2 separate regions of the Zea mays genome follow, and region 1 is linked to region 2. The links are chromatin contacts, called in public Hi-C maps. All regions are on one chromosome and are shown on one strand. Each heading gives the region's core, a stretch centred on a gene start, on an enhancer-like site or on the middle of the called end of the contact. The rest is flanking DNA. Distances are from core to core; before and after follow the strand shown. Region 1 holds the start of LOC100192700 (peroxisomal membrane protein PEX11-1). Region 2 holds the start of LOC103629406 (probable receptor-like protein kinase At2g21480).

Region 1 (3,816 bases), core at 125-2,624, 210 kb after region 2:
AAAAAAATGCTGAACTAGATGCGTAGATACAAGTTGAACGTGAACCGATCGAGGCGGGCGGTGCCCGGTAGAGAAACAAAACAAGGCGGCCGTTTCCGTTCCGTTTCGGGAGGGCCCCCGCCAGCAGCAGATGAGGTAGGGAAATGAGAGACGGTATCCGTTCCATCGGAGCTCGCAAGGTCGCCGCGAGAAGCAAACAAATCGCTTGTGACGCCATTGTACAGTGTGCGGAAACGTTACTCTCCCGTCTCGTCCTCGTTTATTTGGAACCCAAATTTTACCGCCAAGTTTTTTACTGCTAGCTTTTTCTTCTTCTCCTCCTTTTTCTCTCTCTCTACAGTATTGAACAAGGCAGCCAGGAGCGAAGCCAGCTCAAAAAGTACACTGGTGCACACTCTATCAAAAATATAAAGAAAAATATCCAATTTTAAAAGAAATACATAACATATTCAAGATAAATATTAGCAAAATTTTATTTTAGCCTGGTGTGCGTAACAGATTGTGCACGGAAGGCAGTGGCACACACAATCAAATTTCAAATCCACACCGACAAGGTGTCCAGGTTCAGGTTGCACAATCCCACAAGGAAGCCCTATCTATAGTGGGGCCCATCTAGAATGGGCGTAACTTAGGGGGTGTTTGGTTTATAGGGACTAAACTTTAGTCCCTCCACTTTATTCCATTTCAGTTCATAAATTGTTAAATAGGGAAACTAAAATAGAGTTTTAGTTTCTATATTTAGTAATTTAGGGACTAAAATGGAATAAAATGGAGGGACTAAACATTAGTCCCTAGAAACCAAACACCCCCTTAGAGAGAAGACTGCCTCCTCAATTAAACCATCTAATATACGCATTTTTAAACATGTGATTTCTGATCATCGTTTAACTACACGGCTGTCTAAAGAATTAGAGAGTGTTTAGTTTATATGGGTTAATTTTTAGTCTCTCCATTTTATGTTGTAAATTACATAACATCTAAATAATAGAACACGGTTAAAAGAGAGATTATCTCTATTTTAATCCTTATATTTGATAATTTAGAAATTAAAAGGCATTTAAAATGGACATGCATATGGCCGGTACATAGCGTTGTTCGCTGAAAAACAGAAAGTGTCGAAAACAGAAAGTGTGATGGGAAGGAGATAAAGAAAGCTGATGAAAATAGGCTGCCGCCTGGTGTATAGTAATAGGATACGGCCTCCATTATTTATAAAGAGGAGAGAGAATAAAAAAAGAGACGTCCTTGGCGTGGTGTCCTCGTCCTCGTGCCCATCTCTGTCCCAATCAAACTGATTGATCCGTCGCCCGCAGGGCCACAGCAGCCGCGGCGAGGTCGTCCGTCGGATTCGGAGGCTCAGGTGAGTGCCTCTTTCTCACGCACCTTCTGTTGGCTCCTCCTCCGTCCTCCCCCAAGCGCCCCCTCTCGGCCGGTCGAATTTCCGGGGAGGGGGATTGGGGGGATTTGATATATATCGAGAGAGTAGTGTTTGTCCCCCGATTCCTCATGCGTGGCGCCCAAAACCTAGAGATCCTTTTTTGCGCCCGAAACCTTCCTGAGCTGGTCCGATTCGGTGCCGTTAGAGGGGATCTGTGTACCTCGCCGCCGGCCGGCGCTGTCGATCTGGTTGTCTTCCACGGTTGGTTTCCAGACGGGGACTCCGCCGGCGCGGCGCGGCGCGGCGCTCACCCGCATCCGCCGCCGCTTTTCTACCGCCCGCGGGGCTGGGTCCGGCTCTGACGGTTGAGTCTGGTGGCGCAGGCGGAACTGCACCCCATGGAAATGGAATCGAGAGAACTTACACGCTGCTTCGCAACCGTATTATGCAGTTATTACTGAAAAGATAATACAGTACCTATGGCTTCTCTGGACGCCGTGCGAGGAGACCTCGCCCTGCTGATTCTGTACCTGAACAAGGCCGAGGCGCGGGACAAGATCTGCCGAGCGATCCAGTACGGGTCCAAGTTCATCAGCAACGGGGAGCCAGGGCCTGCGCAGAACGTCGACAAGTCCACCAGCCTGGCCCGGAAAGTGTTCCGGCTCTGTAAGGTGCTGCTGCTGCTGCTGCTGCTTTGCTCTCGCATCATGGTGTGGTTTCGTTAGGACTCAGAGCCTGTCCTCGTTTTACAGTTCGTCAACGACCTGCACGCTTTGATCAGCCCTCCTGCCAAGGGGACTCCGCTCCCGCTGATCCTACTCGGGAAGGTACGCGCCGCTGAACGCACGGGAAACTTGAGAGGATGGTTTTTTGTTCTGGGCTTCTCTGATTGGTTTTGTTGCCCCTGCGCGCGCGTTCGCGTTGCAGTCCAAGAACGCGATGCTGTCGACTTTCCTCTTCCTGGACCAGATCGTGTGGGCGGGGAGGACAGGAATATACAAGGTTCTCAGAGAAATCACCTTTGTGGAAGCCGATGCCGGCTTTACTCCACGACGATGAACTAACTAATTAACCGGACCATGCTTTTACTGTTTTACACGATGCAGAACAAGGAGCGGGCGGAGTTTCTCGGGAGGATAGCGTTCTACTGCTTCCTCGGCTCCAACACCTGCACGGCCATCATCGAGGTGCGTGCGTGCGTCTCTGTCTCGAGTGCCGTATTATCTCGTGTTTCCGCACCTGATTCATGCTCCAAGCCGTGTAGCTAGCCGAGCTGCAACGGCTGTCCACGTCGATGAAGAAGCTGGAGAAGGAGCTGAAGCACCAAGAGCTGTACAAGGTACACCTCGACGGAAACGAAACCGCTCCCCCCACGTCTCTCTCCTCCCTGGCGCTTGCATTTGCATCTCTCTGTGTATCTGAGTGTGATCCGTGTGCCAGAACGAGCAGTACCGCATGAAGCTGCACAAGTCGAACGAGCGGCTGCTGGCGCTCGTCAAGTCGAGCCTGGACATCGTGGTGGCCGTGGGGCTCCTGCAGCTGGCCCCGAAGAAGGTGACCCCCCGCGTCACGGGCGCGTTTGGCTTCGCCAGCTCCCTCATCGCTTGCTACCAGGTAGGCATGTTGGTGCAACCGGTTGTCGTCCTGGGTTTGTGGGGTCTCATGCCTTTTGTCGCCTTGGCAGCTGCTTCCAAGCCCACCAGCAAAGCAGAGCAAGTGAGGACTCCCACTCCAAGCACTGTTTACCAGGAAAATAATCCCCCCCGGATAGGTTTGATTTGGTTGCCACATCCCCTTGTATGGCAGACTAGACTAATATATGTAATCATCATCATAATAATTGATAAACCATCCCACTATGGATAGGTTTGGTCACTCCAAACACTGTTTTTTTTATTCATCGCTAGGAGCAACTCCAAAAGTGTGCTAAGGCCCGTTTGATTTGAGGGACTAAAAATTAGTTCCTCTATTTTAATCTCATTTAGTCCTTAAATTGACAAACGGTGAGACTAAAACAAAGATTAAACTGTTTTAGTCTCTAGTCCTTTAAGGGAGACTAAAAGTGACTAAACCATATTAATTCTATTTTTGCCCTTCCTTTATTTTAGTTGCACTAATAACGGTTAAAGGGCATTTTGATCCTCTTATGAATTATTCAGTGTGTTTTGAATACTTTCGTAAAACCAAACAAGGTACGGGCTAAACTTTAGTCTCCTAACTAAATTTAGTCTTTGGACTAAAGGAACCAAACGAGCCATAAAAAGGTTTCTCCTCCAAAAATTGATTATTAGGGTTTAGGGTTTAGAGTTCAGGAACTATCTACTTTCTATACATATTGTATTTTGAATGTATTTTTGATCGAAAGATTTAGTTTTTATAAGTCTCTTAGCTATCTCTTGTATTTAAATAACTGAACCGAAGTCTCTAGGGCCCTGTTT
Region 2 (3,583 bases), core at 553-3,052:
CCCCATGGGCCCGACCTGGACGCTCAGCTTGCCGTCCGCCCCCGCCAGCGCCGACGAGTTCACCACGAAGTCCTTGTAGTAGGGCGCCGCCAGCTCGCCGCCGGCCACCGTCGACAGGTCCAGCCCGGACACGGCCTTGCGCCCGCTGAGGTACACGTCGAAGTAGAGGTCGTTGGTGGCCTTGCTCACGATGTCGGCGAAGAAGAGGCGGACCAGGTAGCTGAAGGACGCGTCCACGTCCACCTTCCACGTCAGGTTGAAGTTGGGGCTCGCCACGTCGGCGTCCGCCATCTTCGCGGCGCTGGCGTACACCAGCGCCGGCGCCACCAGCCGGGACGTGCCGTCGGGGAACTTGATGGTGCTGGTGGGCACCGACACGTCCTTCACCGCCTCCTTGGACTGCACGTACGCCGCGTCGCTCTCCCAGCGCCGGCCCAGCGTGTCCTTGGCGGGGCCGATGGCGGGCCCACCGACGTTGATCCGGTACACGACCTGGTACGCGTCGTGCACGAGGCCGGTAATCTCGCCCAGGGGCGCGACGGCCAGCGCCGAGTCGGTGATGAGCTCGTCGGGGGCGTTCACCACCTCGATGGCGTTCACGAAGGCGGCGGAGCCCTTGAGCGGCTGGAACTTGAGCGCGAGGTGGTTCTCGGTGGCGTTCACCAGGTACTCCTTCATGACGGGCTTGTCCCCCGGGGTGAAGCTGTGGAGCAGGACGTTGTCGTCGGTCACGACGCTGAAGGTCACCGACGCGAGGTCCACGTCGCCGCCCTTGAGCGGGAAGAAGTAGAGGCGGATGAAGTGCCAGCCTGGGACGGTGAGCGGAAAGCTGTAGACGGCCTCCTCCTTGAACACCCGCGCGGTGGCATACAGCGGCGAGGGCACGTCGGCCTTGTCGTCGGCGGCCACGCGGATGGCGTCGGTGGCGGAGAGCAGGTGGTTGGCCTGCGCGTCAGTCTTGTACGACTTGCCGTCGGCGGTGAGGGGCGCCGTCCCGCCGCAGTCGATCAGGAAGTTGTCCTTGGGCGTGAAGCTGGATGGCGTGGGCGGCGTCTGCGCGCCGCTGTCCGTCACGGGTCGGCCCTGCCCGGACACGGTGGTTGTCGCCGCCAGCAGCAGCAGCAGCGCCAGCGGGAGCGTCCCGCGGCGCGTCATGGCTGGTGTGCTACGTGCTCGACCACCACCACCGCTCGCTTGCCTAGCTAGCTACTCCAGCGTATGTGCGCGTCACCGCCACAGGCGCCGGAGGGCGGCAGAGCAGCACGGCCGGTACGCCGACACGCTGCAGGCTCTGAGTCTGACTGGGGTTGGGTGGGTTATTGCCGGTGGCGGGGCCCTCTCACCGACTCTCTGGTTAGTGGGCCCAATCGGAGGAGAGGGAGGAGGGAGGAGGGTGAAATGGCGGGTTATGTGGTGGACACAGCCACAGCCACAGGCGCGCGCCAAGTTTAAGCAGCCTGCTATGTTTGGGGTGGTGGCGACCGGGACGTGCGCTCCACCGGCCACCGCATTCTCCGGACCTCCCGCTGCCGCTGCGTGCCTGCTCACCTGCGCGTGCCTGCTGTGTGCCAACGGCTACCAGGTGCATGCTGCCTATTCTTGGAGCCGCCGCATCGCATCGCTTTGCTCGCTTTCCTTGGGCCCAAATGCTAAACAGCATGCTACTGCTGTACTGCATATTCACACAGCTCATTTTTACAGGTCAGAACCGATTTCGTTTTCATTGAAAGATGTAGTTCAGTCATGATTCTTTCTGGGCAACGTCTCTCAAGCATTTGTTTCCTGTACAAAGGTTTGAGTTGTTTTAATGTGGATGTTTCCTATACATGCTAAGTAATAAGCAAGTATAATATTTTTGGAGTTAACAGTCCAATTGTGTATATCACCATGTAAAATGAGCACATTGCAAATATCAAGCTTGAAGACGGTCGACGACATTGACGAAGGCTAGATGTGTTTATGCTAATAGATTGGAAACGATAAAGGACGGTTAACGAGGCCTAGACCAAGGAACCAAGGAGGCGGGAAGACTTGTAGTGGATATGGCTAGCACCTAGGAACATCGACAAGTGCAGTGTACATGAAAAAATAGAGCATGTTGACCAAGTCAAAATGATGATTGATCAAATCAAGCGGAGGTGTCGGAGGACTTGGTGATCGGGTGGTCAATAACTAGCGGTGGCATGTGTCGAGTCATGGAGAGAGCGTAGGGGATATGCTACTTACGAGGGGGTTTATGGGTTGGGCCTCAAAACCGTCAGGTGGATGGTTTATAGGTTTGGACCTCAAAATTCGAGACAGAGTTCCGACGAGGACTAGAGACGATACGTGGTGTCATCGTGAAGCTGGCGTAGATGAGAAGCAAAGTCGTTTAGAACTCGTTGCCATCATATGCACCAATCTTAGTTTGGAACATCTTGTGCATGGGGAGAAGTTTTAGGGACTATCGGTACCCTAAAACAGGGGTACCCCTTACTACAGTATGAAGGCGGTCCACGCGGCTATTTCTAGTCGCGTGGCAAACAACACCCGACCCCACCACGCGGACGACTCTGGGGCCGCCACGTGGCTAGAGAAGACGATATGCTCCAAGGCATCAGCAGTGGGTCCGGACCCCCATGGGAAAGTACCGGACCCCTGTATACGGACCGGACCTCCGGGTAAGGTCTAGGACCTCCACAGGCACGAACCGGACCCCTGGGATGGGTCCCGGACCCCCCTGTGTGGGGTTTGGACCACTAACAATAGGGTCCCGGGATTCTAGGACAAAGAATACCCGGACCTTAATCAAGATCAGGTGGGGGTTCGGAGCTGACACGTGTCCGGACCATACCACGTACGCTCCTGCTCCCCGCTCAGGCGGAGACCCGATGCTGCCACGTGGTCCACTGCCCGTGACGTAAGCCAGCCGGCGGAGCCTGACGTAAGGCCTCTGAGCCGCGCGTCCTCTGCATTTATTGCGGATAAGGCACGCCGCCTGTCAAACTGGCAGGTGATGTGCCGCCTCAGCATTTAATGAGCCTTGTCACTCCACTGGCGGGCGATGTGCCACCTCAGCATTAAATGTGCCCTGTCCACCCCGCTAACGGACGGCGACCAGGCCATCTTACAGGCGGCGTGCCTGTCCATTCCGTTGGCAGGCAATAAGCCCATGCTGCCGCATGCGTTATACTCATCATGACGCGCGCGTACCATGGAAGCTGCGGCGGCATATCAATACTGTATGCGTTGCGGGCGTGATGGCGCTCGAAGTTCGCCCTGGTGTTACAGGCATTAGTTGCTTCCTTCCATTTGTCCCTGGTCCCACATGTCGGGGCTCAGTATCCTTGTATGTGCCCCCCTTGAGCTATAAAAGGGAGGGCACACGGCGTTACAAGGCAGATCCAACTTACACGCTCTCACACTCACTCAACATGTCCAGCATAGCGCTTATCTCTACATCGCTTGGGTTTATAGCCATCTCAAAGTGAACTTGCCTCTCATCATTGGGGAGATCACCAAGTGAAGCAACCAGAGCCTCAACTTCTTCGGGAGAGGGTCGCACTCTAAGACCCAAGCCACTGTCACTAGCAGGAGGATTGGA

What was found. A called contact is a pair of places that touch in the nucleus more often than the background predicts.
Region 1: a contact with region 2 is called in a Hi-C map of leaf, with 5 times the contacts expected there. The contact joins the promoter of LOC100192700 here to the promoter of LOC103629406 in region 2. A contact is called at or near these places in 4 of 25 Hi-C or Micro-C datasets (ear, leaf and tassel).

What each region holds. Positions count from the first base shown.
Region 1 is chr6:71,845,179-71,848,994 of Zm-B73-REFERENCE-NAM-5.0, forward strand. LOC100192700 (peroxisomal membrane protein PEX11-1) reads left to right here and starts at 1,375. Exons shown (of 7, transcript NM_001137903.1): 1 at 1,375-2,049; 2 at 2,131-2,205; 3 at 2,306-2,380; 4 at 2,485-2,565; 5 at 2,643-2,717; 6 at 2,819-2,992; 7 at 3,063-3,252. The coding sequence starts at 1,858. The coding sequence ends at 3,098.
Region 2 is chr6:71,638,635-71,642,217 of Zm-B73-REFERENCE-NAM-5.0, forward strand. LOC103629406 (probable receptor-like protein kinase At2g21480) reads right to left here and starts at 1,803. Exons shown (of 1, transcript XM_008650542.3): 1 at 1-1,803. The coding sequence starts at 1,155.